Linked DNA regions of Mus musculus: all the other regions are linked to region 6. A link is a contact called in public promoter capture Hi-C data. All regions are on one chromosome and are shown on one strand. Each heading gives the region's core, a stretch centred on a gene start, on an enhancer-like site or on the middle of the called end of the contact. The rest is flanking DNA. Distances are from core to core; before and after follow the strand shown.

Region 1 (4,078 bases), core at 782-3,281, 1.1 Mb before region 6:
TGTAAAACATGACTGGAAATTTGCTAGGAAGAGGAGACAGACGGTGGTAAGCAGGATCCTGACTTCTACTCCCAGGTATCTGCAATTCCATGGGTGACTGTGACCTAGAAGTGTAAGCCAAGTAAGTCCTTTCCCCTTCAGGTTGATTTTGGCCAGAGTGTTTCAACACAGCAAAATAAGTTCAAACCTCAACTGTTGCTGTACCCAAGATGCACTCTAATACAAGTTCTACGTCCTCCTTCTCAGTTGATTCACAACATTATTGGGACATGGATAGAGGAAACACACACACACTCGTTCACAAATCCTTCCATACCAGCGGATGGTAGTGACCTCCCAGAGCTGGAGAGGGTAAAACTGGTGTCAAGAATAAAACTAAAAGTGATTTCCTGATACATGATGCAGTTGAAGACATGGTTGCATGTGCTATTCAGTGTATTGCTCTGCTCATGTTCAACTTGACACAACCGAGAGTCTCCTGGGAAGGAGGAATGACCCTCGGTTGGAGAACCGCCACTATCAAGTTGGCCTGTGGCCATATCTGTGAGAGATTGTCTTGATTGATGATTGATATAGGAAGGCTCAGCCCACTGTGGGCATCACTACCCCTGAGCATCAGGACCTTGACTGAGTAAGATAAGATGAACGGAACTGAAAGCACCCAGATCTAAGCACAATGCATCCTCTCTTCCTCAAGTTGATTTTAGCCAGAGTATTTCAACACAGCAAAATAAATTCAAACCTGAACTGTTGTACCCAAGACACACTATGACTCATGTTCTGTTACTACAGTCTTTGCTTCTAGACCATTTTTCTTTTCTTGCCATCCTCCTGCCTCAGCACTCAAGTCTTTGACTGCCTCAGACTTCCTGAGCCTTTGAGAGTCGTGCATAATCATGAGTTATTCAGTTATACTATACACCAGACAGTATTCTAAAACAGGGGGGGAAATGGTTACAGTTTGTCAAAAAGTTAAGACAGAGTCACACTGTGTGTAACCCAGATTTTCCTCAAAGAGAGCCTGTTAGCCTACTATGTGAGAAACACCAGGCACACCACAAGCTAAAAAAAATGTTTTTAACTTTAGAAAATCCAGAGGCCACAGATCCACAAAAAGGCCCTTAAGAAATCCAGAATGTCCACACAGCTCTCCCAGGAGCCTTGGTCTTTCACCCACCCACACTGGGCAGAGAACCACCCTGCATGTGACTCCAGATAAGAATTTTAGAATACTTTAATCAGATAGCTCGAGGCAAGGGTGGGGGGGGATTTGATAAGAAAGCAGAAAAATAGACTAAGAACCACCCACCCTGTCCTACTCACCCTACCCTGTAACCCAACAGCAGTTCTTATTCATCCTAATTTCCACCCTGAAATCCCTTACATTACCCAGATAGACACTAGATTTTAATTCAAATTAGTATGCAAAGTTAAGGAGGCATTTGGTAAACCATCCTATATGGTCTTATTTACAAGAGCAGTGTAGCTGGTATAGAGTAGGGACGCAGTTGAGGAAAAATTGGCGGAAGGTGTGAATTCACACCGACTATCCCAAGACCAAGTAAGGAATCTGGGTCCCCTAGAGACTTCAAAGTAAGGGGCCCAGCCACCAGAGGGATCCTTACTTAATAAAACCTCTGACCCACCTCCAAGGGTGCACAGGATACCTAAGATCAACCCTTCTCCACTTCCTAACCTCAGAATGTAGGTCTGATCCTCAAAAAAACGCCAAATCCCCAACCCTCTATGAGCATCGGATTGAGAATAGGGCGGTAAGCAGGTCCCAGCAGAGGCAGCCCGGCATCAGTACCGAGTCGCGGGTGGGCGGCGCGGGTGGAGCCACCCCCACGCGCGTCCCGCTGCAGATGCGCCCTAGCCAGGCAGAGTTGGCCGCGCCGCCCGAGAGGCGCAGAGTTTGCAAAGTCGCCGCGGAGCTTGAGCGGGAGCGAAGGGGGTGGGCAGAGTGGGGGTGCGCGCGAGAAAAACCCGCCTCTTGTGAGTTGAGCGGGGAAGAGGGGGGGAAAGGCTCTGAGTTCCGCTTCCTGAACGGCGGGTGGGTAGAACAGGCTGGCGCGGCCAGGGGACCGGCGGGACACACTCGCTCCGGGGCCGAGGCGCGAGCGGCACGGCCCGCGATGGCCGGGGAGCGGACCCGCAGGTTCACCCGGAGCCTGCTGAGACCGGGACAGGCGGCCGAGCTCCGGCACAGCGCCGCGTCTGCCGCCGCGGTGGCCGTCAGCAGCCGTCAGCAGCAGCGGGTGAGTGCCCTGCGTCCCTCGCGCCACGGCGGGGCTTGCCCAGGGACCCCAGACAGGCCTTGTCGCCAGCCCTGTGAGCCCCTGCACGGGAGCTAGCTTGTCCTCCACCCCGAATTCGCTCCCCCACAGAGCGACCCCGGAGTCACCTCCTCCAAGCAGTGTCACCAAAGAATTAAGGACCAGAGGCGCATTGGGGGACTTTAGGAACGCGGGACGCTTAGATGAGCAGCTGCGTGGGAGAGCGTGTGCCTACGTTTTAAGGGGGGTGGAGGAGGCGGGAATGCATCCAGTCTGGCTCAAGGTGACAGGGTGACAGGGACCTGGGGCGGCGGGTGGGGGCGGGATAAAGGGGTGGGGGGAGCTAAATGGATGGAACCTGTAGATCCACAAGTCTGCGCGCCCCTCTCCTCCCCGTGGAACCTAGAAAAGATGTAGTGAGCTAGCTCTTCAGCCAGACCAAAGCTGAAACCCCCACCTTCTATCTAGTGAGGAAAATCTGCAATTTGCACAGATCTCCCTCCCCCCACAGGCTGGAACCCAACCAGCCACTTTATACTGTTGCAGAAAGAGCTGGGGGAAACTGGGATGAAGGGGACGTGGGTTATTAAGTAGCCAGTGGCTTCTGGTGTGTTTTGAAGCGATTTCACGGGAATCTCCTTCCAGAAGGTTTCCCCTGGTTACTTCCTTGTCGAAATGCCTTCTAAGTATTGGGTGATTTCCGCGGGAAGTCCCTGAGGCAAAAGCCAGCATCAGGTGCCCAAATCATACCCGTGCATCACGAGATATTCATAAATTCCAGTAGGTGTCACACTAAGGGATGAAAGCAGCAAGCAGGGAGCGCACATCAACTGTGGTAGAAATGGGTAGCCCGTAGGGAGTAGCCTTCCAGCAAGAGTGGGGCTCAGCCACGGAGCTCTTGGCCTGACTTTGTTGGACCAGAATCCTCGTTGTGGGTTTCATTTTCCTTTTTTTTGCCAGTAAATACCATTAGGAATTAAACAACCCTATTTAAGAGTGTCAAAGTGTTGCCTTTGCCAGTCACCGAAGAGGAGGGAGCCAGATCTGGTCAGAGCCAGTTCCCACAGCCAGAAGCCTCTCTTAAAGCCAGAGGTCGGGAAGCTGAACAGAGCGGAAGCAAATTGCCTGGCAGAGGGACCAGAGCAGCAAATGCACAGAGGGTGGGGGGTGGGGGTGGGGGATGGGGAAGCCTGGAGTGTGAAAAGAACTGGTAGCCAGGCTGCCCTTTCCTTCCCTTTCCCTCACCACTGGCTGCAATATGCAGCTGCCAGAGACAATTCAACTGTTACCTAATCCCTTGACAGTGCCAGCCTGTGGTTTTGATATCTGTATGCATATTTTTAAGGAAGAACAGACAAACTGTCAAAAACGGGCCATTCTGAAAAGCGGGTGGAGCTATTACAGAATCAGACACACATAAGACAGTAATTTTACCTTGTAAAGCAGTGGTTCTCAACCTCTGAGTCTTGACCCTTTGGGGTTCAAAGGACCCCCCTTCCACAGGGGTTGCCTGAGACCTTTGGGAAACACAGTTACCTGACAATTCATAAAAGTAGCAAAATTCCAGATATGAAGTAGTAACAAAAGTAACTTTCTGGTTGGGGGTGGAGGAGTCACCACAACTTGAGGAACTGTATCAAAGGGTCTCAAGATGAGGAAGGTTGAGAACACTGTCTTAGGGGATTCCTTAGGTTTGTGCTTTTGTTATTCTGTCATTTGCTTTATGTTAAAATTGCTTTGCCATTAATTCATTTTAGGGACTCTTTGTAAAAACATAACAAGGTTTAGCATCCACCTCGAAG
Region 2 (4,007 bases), core at 478-2,977, 1.5 Mb after region 6:
AAGGGTGTATGGTGCTTTCGAAAACAAGTACCCAAACTTTGAAGGACTCCAGACCAGGGGTAGGGGGAAAGGAAGTGAGAAAGTTTCCCGCCTTGACAAATTGAATTATTTTATATAAAACTTGGTTAAGCAGCTCTGCGGGCCAACAGCTTCTGGACTCTCTCTCCACTGTGAGCTCTAATGCTCCTCCCCAAATGTGGGTGGGTGGGGGTGGGGTGTCCAGACATTTTCTGGAGTCCCCAGAGGCCCGTCTCGCCTGCTCCCAGGGTCGATAAGCCCTTTTGACTTCAGGGGGAGCAAAGAGCTACCCAGCTTTCTCCACTGGGAGTGAACTCTTAAAGGGCCAGCTCAGGGACTTTGAACAACTACACGCACGCCCCCCCCCCTTGAGTTTGCCTTAATTAGGGGGTGGGCAAGTAGGATTGGGGGCCTGAGTTCACATCAAAACTGTCAAAGGAGATGGGGGGGGGGAGGACATGGAGAGAGGGTTGGAGGATTCAGGGGCAGGAAAAATTCAAATATCATAAAAAGAAAAGGGAACTTGAAGCCCAGAAGTCATTGTTTCCTTTATTTCAAAGGGGAAAAAACCTGCCTGATTCTCATCCTTTTGATTGATTAAGGCCCTGAATACCTCTCGGCCCCAGAGTGACAGTCCCTGAATAGACTTGAGGGAATAAAGAGCAGCGCAGAACGTGGGGCTGGCACGGGAGGGGGGTGTAAGGGAGGAGTGTTCGCTGGCACTTACCAAGTTATAAATAAAAGGCTAGGCACAATGGTACCTTCTCTAAGGACAGACAGTCTTTACAACACTCCTGGCGTCATATCCTGCTGGGGACACTTCAGCTCCTAGCCAAGACGTTGCTTCTTTTATTTTTCCAGCAGTTTAGTCTGAATGCCATAATAAATTCCTGAGAACAAACGCTGCACCCGGGCAAAACCTCAACATATAGATGCAAGTGCATCGGGGATGAATGTGTACGTGGAGATTTAAAGTCCCCGCTTCTCAGAAGGGTTTTTAAACCAAGAAAAGGAGCTGGCTTCCCCATTGCTTGCAACTTGGAGCCCAGGGGAGGCCTAACCTCTTCAGTCTCTGTCATGGCTATGCCACCTGTCTTTCATTCCCAGCCTAAGAAAGACAAAAGGACCTTCTGGGCACATCTTGGACTCTTCCTGAGAGATGCCTTTCTGGGAGGCTCACATAGGGAGCTCAGGCCCAGAGGCAGACCAGAGAAAGGAAAAGGAAACACATCCGGAATTCTCTGTGCCCCTTTCCAAATTTGCTCCACCGCCATCTCCGTATTAGTAATCCCGAAGCGAAATCCACAGGTGAAAAGCAGGGGCAGACAGAGGAAATAAGGGGCGGATATAGCAAGGTTTCCAGAGAAAGGCGGAAAGAGATTAGGACAGAGTAATAGAAAACCAAGATGATCAAGGCTGAATCTCATGTAGAGGGACAGGGACACCGCGAGCCTTTTTCCATCCTCACTGGCTCTTGCCACCCAAGCTGCCTCTCCTAGTTTCAACCTGTCCACCCTTCTCTTGAGAAAGGGACACAGAGCTAGTCCCCCTCTGGGTCGGCGGAGGCCTGGGGACCGTCAGGGATGGGAAGAGAAAGTAGCTTCTGTCGCCCAATCAGCGCGTGTCTTTGCCACCCGGGACGGTCTCCTCCTCGGCCAATCGCAGCTCAGGGCTCCTGATCAAGCTTTGGGTGAAAGAACTAATAAATGCTCCCTAGTCCGGATCCCTGCACTCGGTGTCACGACGGGAGGAGACTTGGGACGTGTTCCTGCCTCGTCACCACCCTCCCTCACCCGATCTTCGCGGTGCAGTGAGCACCTTTGCCAGTAGCCCCAGCTGAGGGGCCGATCTGCTAGACTCGCACCAAACTCGTCCGCCCTGGGCTTGGGATCCTGCACTCAAGGGACTCCTCTGGAGCCTGTGGACTTGGATCTATTAGCGCCCCCCTCCCCGCGCCCCGCCTCCCTCTCTGGCCTTTTTTGGGGGAGGAGCTCTCCGAGATCCGGAGAGTTCCCGAGGGTCACCCGCCGCACTGTGCTCGCTTTTTCGTCTCGCCTTCACCTGGATATAATTTGCGAGCGAAGCTGCCCCCAGGATGACCACGCTGGCCGGCGCTGTGCCCAGGATGATGCGGCCCGGCCCGGGGCAGAATTACCCACGCAGCGGCTTCCCGCTGGAAGGTATGTTAGGGCCTCAGCTCGTCCGGATCCCCGGGCCTGGGATTGGCTGCCGCACCCCAATCCTGGTCTCCAGGGCCTCCACTCGTGCCTTACCGGGAGCCTCTTCCCGTGGTACTTCTCAACCCAAGAAGCAAAAGTGGGGAGGGGGTTCTCGTGGAGAGCGGGAGAAGCCCCATTTCACGTTCTGGCTGCAAACGGAGTGCTAAGCTCACTACAAGCTCTCGGAGCTTGCCTGGCCTGCTCCTGCCGGCTCCACTTTGCCCTGTTGTTTCGGAATTGCTGCCGTGAGAAAGGTGAACAAGCTTCGCAGCGCCGGAAGCAAGTTCTCTTTCTGTTCACCTAAAGTTGCTACGAAATTGTGCGGGCTGCGTTCACTTTTGAATAACTACTATTAGTTCGGCAAGAATTTTCCTGCTGTGAAAAATTCTGGTGGCCCTTCCTAGTTGAAAAGTTTTAGCATTGATTAGCAAATTCCACTCAACTCAAGTGGCATCTCGAAGTTTCTAAAATGGTTGGCAATGCCTTTCGGTTTGCTTAAAGGTGCTGGGAAATTTCGGGGAGGTAGAAATTACTGCAAACCCGAACCCGACCAAATAATTTGGGAAGTAAAAGCAGGAGACTGGGGTTCTGGAGGAGCCCTTCGACCTCGATCCAGAGTAAAACGTGACGTGCAAGGGCGGTCATTTCGGCAGTGGTGTCCACAGCTAGGCTCGCTGCCATTTTTATTTTTTAAGTGTAACAGGTGATACCTGCTGTCACCTGTGTCTCCTTTCGGGAGCCTCCCCAACCCTTGCCTACTATACCCTTATCGGGACCTCTGCCTTCTCAGGACTTTGAGGCAGTTATCGCAAGACATTTTAGACATCAGTCCTAGGTCTCCCTCCAACTTGCAGCACAGCCCCCCTCCCCCAAATAAAAGAGAAAATACAGTTTCTCTACAGCCAGTTACCTCATTCCGATCGCTCAATTTCCAAAAGATTATATGACCTTGCATCGGGTAATTATTTGAATAAATAGAACCTTAAGGGTCCGGGACTGGGAGCCCAGAGCTTGGTGGTTTGTGTTTTAACTGTCACAGGCAAATTGGCCAGAAGGATGCAGAATTAGGTTCTTTTTGCTGCTTTCTATTCTTCCTAAATGACTTTCTCGGGCTCTCTCCTTTCGCCATCTCTTCCCAGTGTCCACCCCTCTTGGCCAGGGCCGAGTCAACCAGCTCGGAGGAGTATTTATCAACGGCAGGCCTCTGCCCAACCATATCCGCCACAAGATAGTGGAGATGGCCCACCATGGCATTCGGCCTTGCGTCATTTCTCGCCAGCTTCGCGTGTCCCATGGTTGCGTCTCTAAGATCCTGTGCAGGTACCAGGAGACAGGCTCCATCCGACCTGGTGCCATCGGCGGCAGCAAACCCAAGGTGAGCCCGGGACCTGGTTTCGTGGACTTAGGGCCTGTGATCCAGCGGGTCCAGAGTGGGCGCGTTCTAAAGAGAGCAAGGGACTTTCAAAGGGCGCTAGTTTTCAAATCTAGGAAGGAGTGTGTGTGTGTGTGTGTGTTTGTGTGTGTGTGTGTGTGTGTGTGTGTGTGTGTGTGTAGAACTCAGTTGTTATGGTTGGTGGTGGTCCTTCTACACTGAAAAGGGCTGGCACTTTTAGCAAAGGAAGATTAACTTTAGATTTTAATGCCTGGGAGCATTAGAGCCCTCATCAAGTTATTTCCCCGATTTCCAACTTCCCACAGAGTCTTCCCACTCACTGCACTGCCTTCCTAGTATGAAGTTAAACATCTCGGTTTAATTCTTGGATAGTTTCT
Region 3 (3,781 bases), core at 1,202-3,701, 1.0 Mb after region 6:
CGTCCTGGAATTACATAAAACAGGCTGGCCTCAAACCTACCTGCCTCTGCCTCCTAGGTGCTGGGATAAAAGGTGAGCCACCAAACCCAGCTTAGAGCTGAAATTTTTATGTTAAGTTACTGAGTAAAATATAAGCTACAATGAATACTTTAAAAAATTATGATGCTTACTGTAAATCAGAAAAGCCTATCACTGAGGGGTAAGTGGGGTGAGGTGGGTGTTGTGAGGTGGGGACGTCTAAATCACACCTTCAAATCCACATCCATATAAAAGATTGCTGCTTCTGAGCTTTAAGCACTCTAAAGGCGGGCCTGGGAATACTCCCTACCTATCTCATTCAGATACTCCACAATTTGAACTGAGATAACAATCTGGTGGGAAATATATTAAAATAAAAAAATATATTATTATAGTTGCTCAAAAAGCTCTGAAGCGCTTGTCCTATGTACATTTAATTTCAGCCTCAGAGCACAAATTGGACATCTAGGAAAAAAATCTCACATAATCCGTTCTTAAAAAGCAGCTCCCTGGATTTCCATGTAAATCATAATGCTTGTTAGAATCTTCAATCATCCAATACTTCACCTTTATTGCATGTAACATAGGTTGCAATCACCCATTTATCTACAAAATCCTTGGCATGTAGTCTAATCCCAGCCTGAGGGCACAGGGACAGATCAACCTATCCCTGTTATATCTCCCAGCACCTGCTAAGATGCCTGACATGACTCAATGAGAAGGCTCTCCGTGAACAATTAACTGAATCAGGAAGGCGCTAGTGTTATTCCCACACACAGTGTCCTTCAGTGTGTCCTTCTTTCTTTGCTTTCTCCAAGGAGGACATCTTGGGACTCACAGGGTACCAGTCACTCGGCCCAAATGTCCTACAAATCCAGTAACTGGACTCCAAAGATACCAGGTGACCCTCTCCTGTGGCCACACTGGAGTCAAGGCACTTTATGACAGAAGAATCAGAGCCTAAGTTAGAAAATACAATCAGCCTTCAACTCTACATGTGAGGGGTGCTCAGGGAGACACCAGAAAACGCACTCTCAAGTCCCAACACTTCCCTCTCTGTAATAAGCTTTGCATGCACTTCTAGGGGCAACTCAGCAGCACCCTTCAACAACACTCAGAGCCAAAGTGCGCATACAAAACAGCCTAAAACAAACAGGAAAAACAAAAACACCAAACTACAGCTCTGCAGAACCCCTAAGACCCAAAAGAACCTAGAAACCCAAAGCCACGGAAACCATTCAAACACCAACAGAGGGCTGTTGCTACTAAAGCCATCAGAGATTTGTTCTAGATTCAGACAGGCCCTCCTGGGGCTCAAGCTTCTCCTAGTAGCTCAGATCTGGGCTAAGTTAACGTGTCCACAGTGCAGGCTCTCTCGCTGTAAAACTGAGAATGTGCGACCGTCCCGGTGGACTAACAATGTAAACATAGCCATGCACAAAGTTCTTGGTGTGTGGCCTTTAAAAAAAGCTCAGTAAATGCCAGCTCTGTCATTCTAGGCAGTTATCAATCCCCCCTCTCTAGTTTCCACTGGATTCCCAAAAACTGTCCTGCCCTTTCTAAGTTGAGGGGCTCTATGTACAAGTGATCGGAATACCTGTTCTAGAACCAGAACGGACCATACAGTTGGATCTTCATCTGTGAAATCCCATCACGGGGATCACAAGTGACCCCCGGGGCTGCCTATGTATGCATCTCATGACTGACTCGTCCGAGACTAAAACGCACTTAGGAGGAGACACCAGAGGTTCCCCACGCCATTCCCACCGCCCGCACCCGCATTTCCTGTCCCACACCCGCAGTTTTCAGGGACCCTCTGGGCGCTGGTACCTCCCACGGACGCCGCGCGGCCGCGTGGAGCGGGACGACCCCACCCACGTGCCCGCGCCCGCGGAGGAGGCCGCGGTGCATCCTTCCTCCCGCGCCCGCAGCTCCACGCCGGCGGTTTCCCCGAATCCGCGAGGACGCCCTACTCGCCACTCACCCTCCACCAACCCCCGTTTCCCCGACCCTCGCCACGGCCCAGCACCCCGCGGCCCAGGAGTCCCCTCAGGCACCGGCGAGCGGCATGCACGCTCGCCGAGTGGGAGGAGGGAGGCCTGGCCGCCATCCCGCGACCCTCATCGCCTCACAACGGGCGCTGCGCGCACTCACCGCGGGCTCCGACCCACGCAGGCCTGGCTGCTCCTCAGAGCGGCTCCTGCCCAGCGCCACCTCCTCAGGACCCTGACGCAGCTGCTGGGGCCGCCCTGCGAGACGGGGACGACCGCCTGCTGCCGGCTCAGCCTCCCGCTCTGCCGCCGCCTCCTCGTCCGAGCCCGCGACCGCGGCCACAACCGCAGCGACGTTTCCCGGGCGCCGGCTGAGCAGCGTCTGTTGAGCCGCAGTCCTGGACGCGCACCCCGGGCTGGCGCTCGTTGCATATGCAAAGAGACCGCCGCCCATTGGCCCGCGGGCGGTGGCGCGTGCGGGGCTCGGCCTATCAAATGCCGGCCTGGGGAGCGCGGTGCTGGCGGCAGGGGCGGGGCGAGGTTACTATGGGTCATTCTGCGGAGCCGCCGACGGCTGGACCCGACTGGGGCCCTCGCAGGGCGGGGATTGAGCCCTTGGGGAGGGGAGCGGCGGGACGGACCCGCAGCTACAGCAGCTGCAGAGGGGAGCTGGGCAGGGGGCGCAGGGCGGGAAGACCTGAGGCGTCCAGGGTGCCCCCGCTGAGAACTGCAAAACCCGCCTTCACTGCTGCGATGCATAAATCTCAATATAAACGAAGAAATAACCTGCTTGTTTTTTTTTTTCCCCATTCTTCTCAGGACTGGGTTCGTTATCCTAGTTTGAACACGGATTTCTAGCAAATCTTGCAAAGAGAAAAAAAAAAAAATGACGTTTGAAAATGCTTGTGAAGGGGAAAGCTCAAAGCATGCCCTGTATTATTTCTCTTGCATGGGCTTCGTTTAATGCAGCGTGTATCCCGTTTACTCGTAAATCTTCGCATACCCACATTTCATGTTTGCAAAGGATGAAACTTTACTCAAAAATAATCTTTTATCAGCCGGGCGTGGTGGCGCACACCTCTAATCCCAGCACTCAGGAGGCAGAGGCAGGCGGATTTCTGAGTTCGAGGCCAGCCTGGTCTACAAAGTGAGTTCCAGGACAGCCAGGGATATACAGAGAAACCCTGTCTCGGAAAAAAAAAAAAAAAAAAAGCTTTATGAATCTTTATGACTGTGTGTGTTGTTTAGTTTGCCATTGTATAGATCCTCTTGGACACTACATCAGGATATAGGCATTTATTTTACAACTGCCTCCCCCCACTCAAAACATTCACCCAGCAAAACACAAATGACTAAATCAGCCACTGGAGTGTAATATTAGAAAGAGACTGTTCGTAGCAGAGTTGTTTTTTCTTAACCTAACCTATTATTTAGTTGGTCTGTGAACTTTTCTTTAAGTAGGTGAAAGGTCGAGTTGCTGTGCTAGCCTCAAGCTAAGGCAGAAAGAGGCTCACTTCCCAGGACAATCTTAAAAACTCCGAGGAGGCTGCCAGGACTTGAGCTAGGTGGAGCCATGATACACTCTACAAAGCCAGCTCACTCACTCACCTTGGGCCCCTAGCCAGTCTAATTGCCTGAAAGAACAGATAGTGTTTGACTCAAGCAGCCTGCTCCTACTAGGAATTTCACATTTCCCAAGGAAACCCTGCCAATAAAAGGAATGCAGAATTTCCAGTCTACAGAGGGATGAAGATGTGTACCTCAGAAGTGGT
Region 4 (3,582 bases), core at 67-2,566, 1.2 Mb after region 6:
ACTTTGGGCCCAGTGAAAGTGTGAACTTTTGACATTTGAATCCTTTTTCAATACTCTTTTACCTTGGGATATGTTAAATAGTTTTGAATATGGATTTTTCTTTGTTTTTCTCTGGAAAGAGAGAAAATTGCATTTCTTGATATAAATATTTTTGTTACTATCTATCTACCTGATTAATGAACTAAAGCAAAATCTGGTCCAAGTTTATCGGCAAAGTAAACCTGGCAACTGAAGAAGAATATAACTGAATTTTACTAAAAATGCTGAATCAAATGTTGTTATATGAAGTAAAAATTCTCATTCCTTGTCTTAGGCTTTATTTTGCTAACATTGTCAGAACCAGCACATCTGGCTTAGATTCTAAAATAGTTTGGTTTTATGCTTCAGTAACAATGAATCCAATCAAATTGGAATTGAAAATAGATAAAAGGAAAGCTTCATATAGCAAGGCTGTCAGGAAGGTCTTGGGTATATCCTCTCCCGGTGGCCTTTAGAGCAAGCCAGAGTCCTCTCAGGAGTGTCCTTGTCCTCATCAGGAGCACCCTCATCGTCCACTGCTGCTGCTTATGTGTGCAGCCTTACAGCTCTGTCTACAGGGAGGACGGGTGTGGGGTGCTGAGTGCACTTGGGGAAAGCTGCCTTGGCTTGTCATCTGAAAAGTTCTCTTCATTCTGCCTTGAAGCCTCCCTCCCTCCCTCCCTCCCTCCCTCCCTCCCTCCCTCCCTCCCTCCCTCCCTCCCTGTTTTTCTTGTTGTTGTTGGGGATGTAGTTGACAGTCTTGTCTGTATGGGTAGTGTTGTCTTTTAAGTTGTATTTTCATTTCACAGGATAAGAGTGTGTCATCTTTATCAGATTTAACCATAATTACTATCCTAGCCATATTCTTTATATCTATCCAGCTTGGTTTCTGAATTGTTTTATAGCATTCTTTTCCTCAACCCTTTCCTGAGTGTGGATTAGGGCACAGAGCCAGCGGTAGCACTTAAATGGAGTTTGTGGGATGGCTTGCTTGGACTGTGAAGCAGAATCACTTAGCTTGATGAGATGTGAAAAAAATAGTTTAGCCATGTTGCTTTGGGCTGAGAATGACAAAAATCTTTTTCTGTTCTTTCCTGAGAATAGAAGCAAGTATCTCTACACCTTGACTGGGCAGTCTTTGTAACTCTTGTCTCCATGGTATTAGCCCAATAGTAGTAGAGCCCCTGTCCACCCCTCCCACTCTATATTCTTAATTATGCTGACCTTGGAGCTATTAGAGACTCAGCAGTTTGCTCCCCCATAAATAATGCACTCACTCTGAGTGGCAGACTGCAGGCTTGTGGCCCAGTTCTGCTGTGTATTTATAGTTCAGGCCAGTAAACATTTTGCTTGAATCCTTCAGGAGCTGTGGGTTTGATCCCTTTTCAAGTGGGTGTTGATAGAAATGAATCAGCATTGTTTTTTAAACTACTGCAGAGTCCAGCATGTTGATAAGCCTGGTAATTACCAGTGGCACTGGTAATTTAGTGGCTAGGAAGTGGGTGGCCCAGCTTGGTGGTTCATTTTCAGCTGGTAAAGCCTCCAGAATGGTTACTGGGTGGGAAGCTGGAGCAGAGCTCTGGCAGCAAATAAAGAGAGCTCTCTGCCTGCCTTGAAGTGAAGTCGGAATCAGCTAAGACCAGTGTGGCTCTGCTGTGGCCGTCACCGGAGCTTTACAGATGGCGTGCCCGATATGCTTAGAGGCAGATCTCTTTTCAAACAGGGACACAGGCTGCATCGTGGAGACGTGGCCTATGAGCACACGTGCAGGTCCCTGTGGCTGTGGTATTTCAGTGTGGGCTTCTTGTGTAATAAAGTGAAGTATGACATGCTAAGGAGTGAATGGAGCCACAGTTGCCTTCGTAGCCAGCAAGTACTGATGTGGGAAACCTGCTTCTGTCTGTTCTGTCCCTGGAGGCTCCTCAGTTTTACTTCTTCTCCTTGTGCCCCTAAGAAATGATGACACTCCTGCAGCCTCAAGAACAGGGCTCTTATTCTCACGATTGTTTCCTGGTGTAGCTGTTAGTGCGCCTTCATACTAGCAAGTGCAAGGGTGCGCGGCCATGCAGACAGTGGCTTAAAGAAGAACGGTTATTTTTAAAGGAGACTTGTAGGCTTTTAGTGTTAAATGGCTATTGACTTTTTTTTTCAGAAGGATCATTGATTTTTCTCCCACTCTCTGTTTCAGGTTCTGCCTTTTTCCCTGGACGGTGTGCTGAGATCTTTGTTGGAGGTCAAAGCATTGGGAAGCTAGGCGTCCTTCATCCTGATGTTATCACCAAATTTGAGCTGACCATGCCCTGTTCCTCTCTGGAAATCAATATTGAGCCCTTTTTGTGAGGTTGGTCTCTGAGTGTCCCTTTCTGCTCCTGTGGTGTCCTTCAGCCCTCTTTTACAGCACATATCCATTTGTGCGTTAATGTTTAATAAAGTGAAATGTGCTATCTGACTCCTTGCGTAGCTGCATTAGGCCAGCGTGTGGAACAGCTGGTGTGTATCTGCATGTACCACATTGGGGAGAGGTGCCCTAGACAGGCAGGGTGAGTTCTGGGAGCGGAAGTTTTGCTTGGCCTTCAGAGTATTGGTTACTTCTGACTCCTCCTGAATAGAAGGAAACAACTCATCAACTAGAACACATGTTGTACAGCCTTAAGCCTTTTCTAAACCTGATAAGTATTAATCAATAAAACATTTTAGGAAAATGTTTTCAGAATCAGTATGACCAAGCAGTGACAACCTTTCAAGTCATCTTTTTTAAGTTGATTTATATGTGAATATATGTGTATCTGAGTGGTGTGTCAGTCTGTGAATATGTGTGAGTGTTTTTGTATGTGTGTATATATACAGTTTATTACAACTTTATAAGACAAGGTTATTCGTCCTCCTCAGGATACAGATAGAGAGCACATAGACAAACTGTTACACACTCCTTAAAATGGCCACTCTTGGGGCTGAAAAGGTGCACCTGGATTTAATTCCTGAATTCCTGTCACCCACATGGCAACTTACAGCCATCTGTAAGTTTAGGTCTGACACTCTTTTCTGGTCCTCAAGGGCACCAGGCACGTAAGTGGTATATAGATATACATGTAGACAAAACACCAATATATATTTTTAAAATGTAAAAAGGGCTCATGTTTAAATGATGGACCGGATATTGGTGGTCCAGGTGGAACTGTTGCATTCTGCTGTTGAGAGGATATAAAATGATATAGCCAGGAAAGGAGTTTGGTGGTTTCTTGAAACCTGAAACACCATCTAGCTGTTGGAACTGCATGATCACACAGCAGTTTTTATGCAGATGTTCAATGTTATATATAGTAGGTCACAGACCACATAGCCTTTCTATGAAGGGCATGCATTCCTTATAAGGAATGGACTCCTGATAACATAAATGAGCCCAAGCATGCTAAGAGGAGGAAGCCATACATACACATGGTCCTATTGATGTAGACGAAGAAGAGATTGTGGGGGCTGGTGAGGTGACTGGCTAAGAGCACTAACTGCATTTGCTGAGGCCCTGGGTTTGATTCCCACCTACTTGATGGCTTACAACTGTAACCC
Region 5 (3,841 bases), core at 847-3,346, 1.2 Mb after region 6:
AGCTTTTTAATAAATGGTATTGGCATTGCTGTTTGAAAATAAAATAAAACTGGCTTGTTCATTAGCTCCAAAAACCAAAACAAATCTCAAAAAAGATCTGAGATTTAAATGGAAAAGAATTCTACTGATGTACTCAAAAAGGAAAACATGGTTTTTAAAAAATGTGTGGAGGAAGATTTTTAAAAAATACAACCTAAACCCCAGAATCAATAGAAAAAATAATTTAAATTGGGCTGGAACTTTGTAAATCTCCATGGGGAAATAATCCTTAAAAGTAAAATATTAAGAACTATTTCTGGTTTACTCTCCAAATAGCATTATTTACTTTGTTTCCCACATCCATCTATAATTTCTTAAAACACGCCTATAGTGACATATCAGGGGAAACAAAGCGGCATTTTAAATCCTCTTATGAAGTATGAGAGTTAATGTTATGGTCAAATGCCTGAGTTAATAGATCCCTTAATAAGTAGCCAAATACTGTTAGTTGTATGTTTCTGAGAGATGAGCATTTGAGTTGGTGAACTCAGTAAGTGCCCACTTACTGGAATTTAGGGTCAGAAAGCTACACGTGGGACTTGCCATAAGTGGAAATTAGTGCAGTGGAAAACTTATTAAGAGTTATGATGGCCTAAGTCTAGCCTCAGTTCTGCTTCCTCAAGTGAAGGGTTCTCACTTCCTCAGTGTTGGTCCTTGCTTTATTTTCTCTTGAGGAAGCAATGTTTCTGCTATGCCTTACAGGTTAGGTGAGTCCCACAGTCCATGGCTGTTTTATCTTCCTGCTTTGATGTATTTGTTTTTTCATGGCTGCTGAAAGGAAGTACTACAAACTTTTGATTTCAAACAGAAACTTGAGTCTGGTGAGGTAACTTATATTCTTGTCTTTCAGGACACCTTAAAACTCTGAAAATTTCTGGCCATCCAGAGCTACAGGATGAGTTCCAGGACTGCTTCAGCTATAGAGTTGAGCCTTTATCTCAAATCATAAAGAATAATGAATGAGATGAAACAGAACTTTGTTATATTCAAGTTCTGGAGGCAAGAAACCCAAAAGCAATTTCACTGGCCCAAATCCAAGTGTTTTGGGGGCTGCTGAATAGGCTAGGAGAGATTTCCCTCCTTATCTCTTCCAGTTTCGAAGACTACTGACTTTATTTTTTTTAGTGACCTTACTGGAATCACTGCCTTCCGCTTATTGAGTCTACAGTCAATTGCATTTAGGGCCCATCCTAATAACCTAGGCTAAGTTCCATCTCAAAACCCTTAGCTTATTCCACATAGGCTCTGATACCACATAAAGTAGCATTTGCAGGCTACACGGGATTAAGTCCTGACATCTCAGTGGCCCATGATTTGACGTACTGTCCCTCAGAGTTATTCTAAGGAGCAAATCTGCTCGTGCACTTTTTAGGCTGAGTACAGCATCTGACAGAAAAGTCCTGCGGTCTCTAACAACGCCTACCCACAGGGCTGCTGCTGCGTTCGAACAAGGCTCGGGTATAAAATCTGTAGTTTCAAGAGGGTTAAAGGATTAAGTAAAAGCCCGGCAGTGGTGGCGCATGCCTTTAATCCCAGCACTAGGGAGGTACGGATCTCAAAAGTTCTCGGAGTTCAAAGCCAGCCTAGTCTATAGTGCGAGTTCCAGGACAGTCAAGGCGACAGAGAAACCTGTCTCAAAAAAGTAAAAAAATGTGGCCTGTTAACAGACCTTGCCATTAGTATTTGCATATTCTTCTTTGCAGGAAGTCTTGCATCCGTTTACCTTGCTTTTCAAATACCTCTGGGCGGACTTCTCTACCTGGAAGTCCTTCCCACCAATCTAGCGCTCCGCCTACCCAACTTGGCATCTTCCCTAGGGCTTTGGGAAGCATCCAGGCCTCTGAGGTCTGTTCTCACTCTTGCCTGTCAAAATAGAGATAATTCCACCCGATTACACCTATTTTCCAAACTTTTTGGTTATCGTCACAACAGAACTATGTTAAATAATCCAGAGAGAGGTGTTTTCCTATATTCGGCTGGAAAACGGATGTGCAAATGGTTGAATTTAGACAGGCATCACGTGAGACAGCCCAAGAGCGGAGCGTCGGGTCCTTCACTCTAGGGTCGCTGAGGCCCCGCATGTGGCGCAGGCGCAGTGTCCACGACTCGCCATGCCGACTGTCAGCGTAAAGCGAGACCTGCTCTTCCAAGCCCTGGGCCGGACCTACAGTGAGTGCCCGCCCCGTGGCTTGGGCTCGGTGCCTGGGGAAGTCTGCTCGCCCTGCAGAAGAACGTGCTGGCGGCGTTCATGCCGCTACGTGGGGTTTGGCCCGGCACGGCCAGAGTCCTCAGGGGCGCGCTGCTGGGCGAGGAGACTCGGCTGCGCTGAAGTAGCTTCTCGGAACCAGCTCCGCGGTGGCTCCGTTGCATCATCAGCGCGTGTCGGGCTCTCCGTGTCATTCATTTAGAGACCGAGCTCCAACTCCGTGCCCAGCACGGACTTTGGTGTCGGGACACAGACGAGGAAACGTACCCTGGGTTCCATCACAACTGTAGGCTGTGGAACCAGATTGACAGCGAAGGGGAGACGTTTAAGAAAGATGCGGGTCTCACTATGTAGCCCAGGCTGTTTTCGAACTGTCGGTCTTCTTGCCTCAGTTTCTGAGTGCTGGGATAACAAGCGTGTGCCACCAAGCCCGGCATTGGCTTTATTTTAGTGTTGACCAGGCTCCAGAAGTGTGTCAGGCAGTGTTTGGGAGTAGAGCTGTGCACATGACACATACATGAGAAAAATAACAAACCATGATGTTAGTAAAACGGTTTATTGGACATGCTAAATGTTTCTGGGAAAGGAAACCAGGTTTTGTGCAGGGGTAGCATTTGATAGTTAACATTGATTTGACCCCTAAATGGAATCACTTCTATGGGCTTAGCATTCATGACACACTTCCCTCTTTCTCAGTTCTAAAACTAAACCATTGTGGGGGGGGGGGGAAGGGAGGTAAATATTAGTCAAATTATCATTTCCAACACAGATGTAGTAAGTTGAAATGGTATCAGCCTCACCCTGTAGTTATCAGCTTCTATAAAGGTCAGAGCGAGTGTTTTATGAGAGCCTCCTTGTTTTTGAGTATTAGAGGCCAAAATTAGAGGACAAAATGGAGCAGGTTCATAACACCACAGTACTGATGTCGTACAAGTAAACTTTTAAGATTTTTTTTTCCTAAGGATGGACTTTAGATATTACTCACCCCCTGTGTTTGTCGGATTTTGTCGTTGTTCTTTTGGAGACAGAACCTTATTCTGAAGTCCAGGCTGACTCTAAACTTGTGGCAATCCTCCTGACTCAGTCTCCCAAGTGATACAATTATAGTTGTGACCAAGGCCTTAGAAACAGGAAATCGCTTTGCTTTTGGAATGTGGTTTTAATTTCCTAACCAGTTTCCCTTATATAGTAAGCTTATTAATATACCTCACTTGCCCTGTTACTCTAAATCATATTCTCTCTCCTGGTGGTCACTGTCTCTGAAGTTCATATGATGGTGTGTGGCAAGATGAACAACTTGGAATCAGTTCCTAGTCAGACCCTTATCTATGGAAAAGTACCAGATTGTCCAAATTTTAAAAGACAATGAGGCTTATGACCTGCTCGCAATCATCAGATAATGTTTTAATACATTCCCTGGCTGTTTCCTTTTCCTTCCACTTTAAAATGGTGAGTGATCCAACAAGCTTGGTTTCCCCACACCGACTGTGAACTGTAGGCTCTTTTGAAATTCTTTCATACCTATTGATGGTATTTAAGGTATACACCAGATGGGTTAGTACTAATCTTCATTGTTTCTCTTGCCTTCTTTCTTGA
Region 6 (4,072 bases), core at 972-3,471:
TCAGAAGCCCAGCACAGTGTCCACTACCCATCTCAGCAGGGTCAGAGGGAAGGCAAAGAATGCTACTCACTTTTAAGTTAATGTCTATTCCCACCCTCTCCAACATGGGCCACACACTCGGGGGAACGTTCTGTTTCAGAATTTGACTTAAGTCTTAACTCACTGAGTTTTCTTTAGCTTTGAAGTTCTTCAGTAGTCCTACCTCTTTCCCACTATAGACAAAAAAACGTTGGAAACAGAAGGCTTTGAATGCTTTGCAATTGGCTCAGCAAAGGTGAGTGGTACACAGCGGTGCCCTGCACTAGAGAGAGGGCGAGGCATGATGGAAAGAGGTTCGATGAGATTATTACTGCAGCTAGGTGAAGCCGACGGCAGGGAGGCCTGGCCAGCACAGGAATTTAGAAAGGAAACTTTCTGATGTTCTGTTCCTTTATAATAGGCAAAATTACCCCACAGCCTGGGGTTTACTTCTAGTCATACAATCCTCTTCTATGTCCCGTCCCTGCAGATGTCACAACACAAGCTTAAAAGGAGCATTGGAGTATGTAGCAGCTGGGAACCTGGAGGCAGAGGGGTTTGTGGGAACCTGGGACTGGAGGCTGTAGATGCAGAGGTGCCTCTAGCTTGGTCTCCATGTTCCTCCCTATCCCTCGGATCTCCCTGGTACTGTGCCAAAGCCACCGAGGCTATCTTTGGGGTCTGTCCATCCAGGACAAGTCTTTTCCTTCAGTGTCCTGGCTTCTCTGTCAGAACAGCTTACCACCTCACCAGGGGGCAGTTTACCTGGCTTCCGGGTAATTTACAGTAGCTAATTTGTGTCTTGCTAGCCCAGCTGTTGGGGTCTCTTAGCATTTCCTGGGCTTTGTTGCAACTTGTATATCACCTATTGTTCTGTTGGGGACTGTGAGCACCAGTGACATCAGTGACATCAGTGCCCCCTCATTCATCACCAGGGCTCCCCCATAGGGCCTGGCATGAAGGAAAGGCATTAGTGGCAGGAATTCGGGAGCCCAGCTGGAGTTCTCTTTGCTTTCCTGTTCCTAGATGGGGGCTGGGGGGGCACGGGGTGTCTATATCCTGCAGATGGTTCAGATTAGATCCTGGAGAGGAATTCCGTCGACTTATGGGTCTAAGAGCCATTTAGACAAAGGTTAACCTTTAAGAGTCATTGTCTCTCTTTGGGTATATGGCGAAACCAGCCCATTCTCCCCAAATCAATCTGTGCTAAAACTCTGCTTAGAACTCGGAGACCTGGAGATTCTTTATTCCGGCTTAAAACTCCCCTAATTGTTTAGCCAATACCAAGTGGTCTGTCCTGAAACCATACACATAAGAGCAACACTAAAAGACCGAGCAGTAACACACACACACACACACACACACACACACACACACACACGCACACACACACCCCTAAAGAAAAAAGAAGCCACGATTTCAAATGAAACTGCGCCGGGGCAGGGTGGGTGGGTATACCTGGGGAAGAGGGGAATTTAAGGGAAGAAAGGGGAAAATGATGTAATTATATTTTAATTTAAATAACAAAACAGTCTAGGCCTAAAAATCAAGGGGAAGAAAAACAGCTGAAGAAAAACAAACACCACTCCCCCCCCCCCCGAGTTTCAGTACCTTAATGTAATAGAAAACTTTAAGCGGAGAGGGCTATGAATGTTCTTGAATTGCAATTTTGGTAAAAAGCAAAACAAAACTCAAGGGAGTGTGTGTGAAAACATTTTTCATGTATTTCTAGCTCTGGGAACTGCTCTCTCCCTGAGGTGTAGGGCCAGACTGCTTTTTACACTTTTCTCAGGTGTAAAGGCAAGCATCTTCTTTTGGCGGAAGGTCGCCAGTCCCATTCATGAAGCACACAACGTGGCAGCAGAAGAAGGATCGCAGACCCCAGACCAAAAGGGAAGCTGGGGCACCAGGCGCGGTCAGCGCAGAAGGTGCGCGCGCAGGTGTAAGCACTGCCCTGGGTGGGGCTAGCGGTGATGAGGGGCGTGGCGAACTGCGGGGTCCCCGTGGCGCAGGAGAGCAAAGGAAGAACCAGGGGGAGGAGGAGGGAGTGAGAAAGGGTAAAAGGGGGAGCTGGAGCGGGAGGCTTGTGAAGAGGCAGAGAAGGAGTGACACAATTTGAGGAAGCCAGGAGGAAGGTGTGTGGGAGGAGCGGAGGGGAGGAGCAGCCCGGTGCGGGGAGGAGTCTGCAAACTTTCAGTTCAAGGGCATTGTGGGAAGTAGCCATGGTCTGAGGCTAGCGCCTCACCTGTCAGCCGCCCGGGCTGCTACAGTCTCTTCTGGCCCTCGCATCCCGGGCAATCGCTGCTGTAGGGACCCGGGACCATGGTGAGTAGGGCTGAGCATCGTGATGGAGCTGGTCGAGGCGGTGCGCGCTCCAGGTGACACCTGCGGCTCCAGGGCCGAACACGCGGCTGGGGAGGGGGTACGCGCCTAACCTGGCTCTGGGTACCGCCGAGTCACAGGCGAGGGTGGCCCGGCTGCTCCGGACAGTGCAGGTCTCCCCGTTCCTGCGAGTCCCACGGACACCGGGCACCGCTCTTCATTCATTTCAGTCTCTTTCTCTGATCGCTTGGTCCGAGCCAGGCGCTGGGGATGTCGCGGGGGACCAGGTGCTTAACACTGGTAGGAAAGGATGCCTAGGGAAAGAGACGGTGATGGAATGGTGAAATAAAAATAACTTTCCAGAGCGAGGAGAACTCCCAAGCCTCAAGAAACCCGCCTGAGAGGTAATTTTTGATTTGGTGGCCTTTTTGAGGAAGTGACATTTGAGCTCCCCGAGGTGTTTTGGTAGAGCGCAGCAGTTGGAGGGGTGAGCGACTGTGAAGAGGAGAAATGAAACCCCGGTTTGTGGCTGGAGAGGCGGGAGGGATACCAGGTAGCAGTTCTTCATAAAGTAGAGTTTTGGGTTTTGATTCGCTCGAATTTTAACAGGAGTAGTGACCGTATCCATTCTACACTTCCTGAACCCTTTGATTGATGATGGAGAATGGACTGAGATGTGGGGGGGTGGGGGCGTGGGGTGGAATTCCTATCAAGATGAAAGCCCGGAGACCCGCTACACTCAGAAGTGGATATCCAGCTCTGGGTGGAAGCAATACCTGAGGTTTCTCTCGCGCTGGCTTTCTGCTGGGACAGTGACTAGTTTGGTAGCCTGTCCCACTTCCCTGGTTGTGCACACTTCCCAAATTCTCAGAGAAGTGACCTCCTGAAGGCACTCTCTGGATGCACGACAGAGAGCAGGTGACTTTAGAAAGAAGGTTGAGTTGGAGTAGTCCATTGCTGAGACACCCGGACAGATAGCCCAGAGGATGTCGGCAGGGTTCCCAGCGTGCCCATTTTTTGTTTGTTGAGGTAAATGCAGGGTGCAAAAAGGCCCCTGTAAATAACGGAGCAGCTCTCTTGGCTTGCTCAAGTTTCCCAAGGAACAAGGTACCCAGGAAGATAGCTCATTTGCCTAATGGAGGTGGGATGAAGGCTGGTTCCCAAGTATCTATGGAGCCCAAAGCTGCTTACTTCTTGAGGAAGGGGCAGGATTTGAGGTAAGGCCCTGAGTTCTAAACAGCACAAGGTGGGAGTTTTGTTTTTCTCCTCTCGTGTCAAATGACCTTCAGAATCTGGGAAGGTTCTCCAGCTTTCCCTCCAGTCCCTGTCCTCCTGTGTGTGTGTGCGGGCGCGCCTTGCTGTCCCTTGTCAGGAAATAGTGTTACTAGCACTTCTGGCAAAGCCAGCTCCTCCTCTCCATGATCTCCCGCCACCCTTGCAACCTCCAAACCAGGTGGTCATCTTTACCTGTGGCTGCTTGACCTCCATCTGGGTTTGTTCATTTGTTTAGTGGGATAGCAAACTGTTCCTAACTGATAGGACAGGTGTTCATTGGTGGCCTGGAAGCCCGGAAGGATCCCAAAGGGTTTATTAGCGGGTCATAAGATCAAACCCATTTTCATAAGGATGCTAATGCTTTTAATCTGCATTCTAAGGCTGTAGTGAAGGTTTTTTTTTTTTTTTTGAGTTCCAGTGTTTTGAAATATTAATAGCCCAACAAATCCAGCTGTCT

Evidence for each region. Promoter capture Hi-C pulls out the DNA fragments that hold promoters and counts their contacts.
Region 1: a contact with region 6 is called in a promoter capture Hi-C map of pre-B cells, with 5 times the contacts expected there. The contact joins the promoter of Dock10 here to the promoter of Ap1s3 in region 6. A contact is called at or near these places in 2 of 39 promoter capture datasets (neutrophils and pre-B cells).
Region 2: a contact with region 6 is called in a promoter capture Hi-C map of liver, with 3 times the contacts expected there. The contact joins the promoter of Pax3 here to the promoter of Ap1s3 in region 6. A contact is called at or near these places in 3 of 39 promoter capture datasets (cranial neural crest, embryonic stem cells and liver).
Region 3: a contact with region 6 is called in a promoter capture Hi-C map of pre-B cells, with 11 times the contacts expected there. The contact joins the promoter of Utp14b here to the promoter of Ap1s3 in region 6. A contact is called at or near these places in 16 of 39 promoter capture datasets (the 3T3-L1 cell line, 3T3-L1-derived adipocytes, the C10 cell line and 10 more), 8 of 484 Hi-C or Micro-C datasets (B cells, CD4 T cells, the HL-1 cell line and 4 more), 13 of 115 datasets of contacts at active chromatin or transcription factors (acute myeloid leukemia, embryonic forebrain, embryonic hindbrain and 10 more) and 4 of 9 other capture datasets (adipose tissue, embryonic stem cells, liver and 1 more).
Region 4: a contact with region 6 is called in a promoter capture Hi-C map of hippocampal neurons, with 2.8 times the contacts expected there. The contact joins the enhancer-like site here to the promoter of Ap1s3 in region 6. A contact is called at or near these places in 3 of 39 promoter capture datasets (hippocampal neurons, liver and pre-B cells), 1 of 484 Hi-C or Micro-C datasets (B cells), 1 of 115 datasets of contacts at active chromatin or transcription factors (large pre-B cells) and 1 of 9 other capture datasets (liver).
Region 5: a promoter capture Hi-C map of pre-B cells shows a contact between it and region 6. The contact joins the promoter of Farsb here to the promoter of Ap1s3 in region 6. A contact is called at or near these places in 3 of 39 promoter capture datasets (the SN4741 cell line, embryonic stem cells and pre-B cells), 5 of 484 Hi-C or Micro-C datasets (B cells, CD4 T cells, CD8 T cells and 2 more), 2 of 115 datasets of contacts at active chromatin or transcription factors (Th17 cells and trophoblast stem cells) and 2 of 9 other capture datasets (liver and macrophages).

What each region holds. Positions count from the first base shown.
Region 1 is chr1:80,756,506-80,760,583 of GRCm38.p6, reverse strand. Dock10 (dedicator of cytokinesis 10) reads left to right here and starts at 2,031. Exons shown (of 56, transcript NM_175291.4): 1 at 2,031-2,258. The coding sequence starts at 2,136.
Region 2 is chr1:78,194,856-78,198,862 of GRCm38.p6, reverse strand. Pax3 (paired box 3) reads left to right here and starts at 1,727. Exons shown (of 8, transcript NM_008781.4): 1 at 1,727-2,198; 2 at 3,377-3,612. The coding sequence starts at 2,114. RefSeq lists cis regulatory regions at 398-620, 776-1,008, an enhancer at 398-1,008 and a promoter at 173-2,163.
Region 3 is chr1:78,656,495-78,660,275 of GRCm38.p6, reverse strand. Utp14b (UTP14B small subunit processome component) reads right to left here and starts at 2,451. Exons shown (of 3, transcript NM_001001981.3): 1 at 2,173-2,451. It overlaps Acsl3 (acyl-CoA synthetase long-chain family member 3), which reads right to left and starts at 2,451. Exons shown (of 15, transcript NM_001033606.2): 1 at 2,173-2,451.
Region 4 is chr1:78,423,970-78,427,551 of GRCm38.p6, reverse strand. Farsb (phenylalanyl-tRNA synthetase, beta subunit) reads left to right here. Exons shown (of 17, transcript NM_011811.4): 17 at 2,207-2,807. The coding sequence ends at 2,358. Among named protein-coding and RNA genes, the nearest start is that of Farsb, 63 kb to the left of the region's middle. Within about 2 kb of position 1,316, at least 38 of the 459 cell types and tissues checked have an H3K27ac peak or open chromatin away from gene starts, as enhancers often do. A contact at or near this core is called in hippocampal neurons, where this site is marked.
Region 5 is chr1:78,487,152-78,490,992 of GRCm38.p6, reverse strand. It overlaps Farsb (phenylalanyl-tRNA synthetase, beta subunit), which reads left to right and starts at 2,096. Exons shown (of 17, transcript NM_011811.4): 1 at 2,096-2,208. The coding sequence starts at 2,151.
Region 6 is chr1:79,670,121-79,674,192 of GRCm38.p6, reverse strand. Ap1s3 (adaptor-related protein complex AP-1, sigma 3) reads left to right here and starts at 2,221. Exons shown (of 5, transcript NM_183027.2): 1 at 2,221-2,343. The coding sequence starts at 2,341.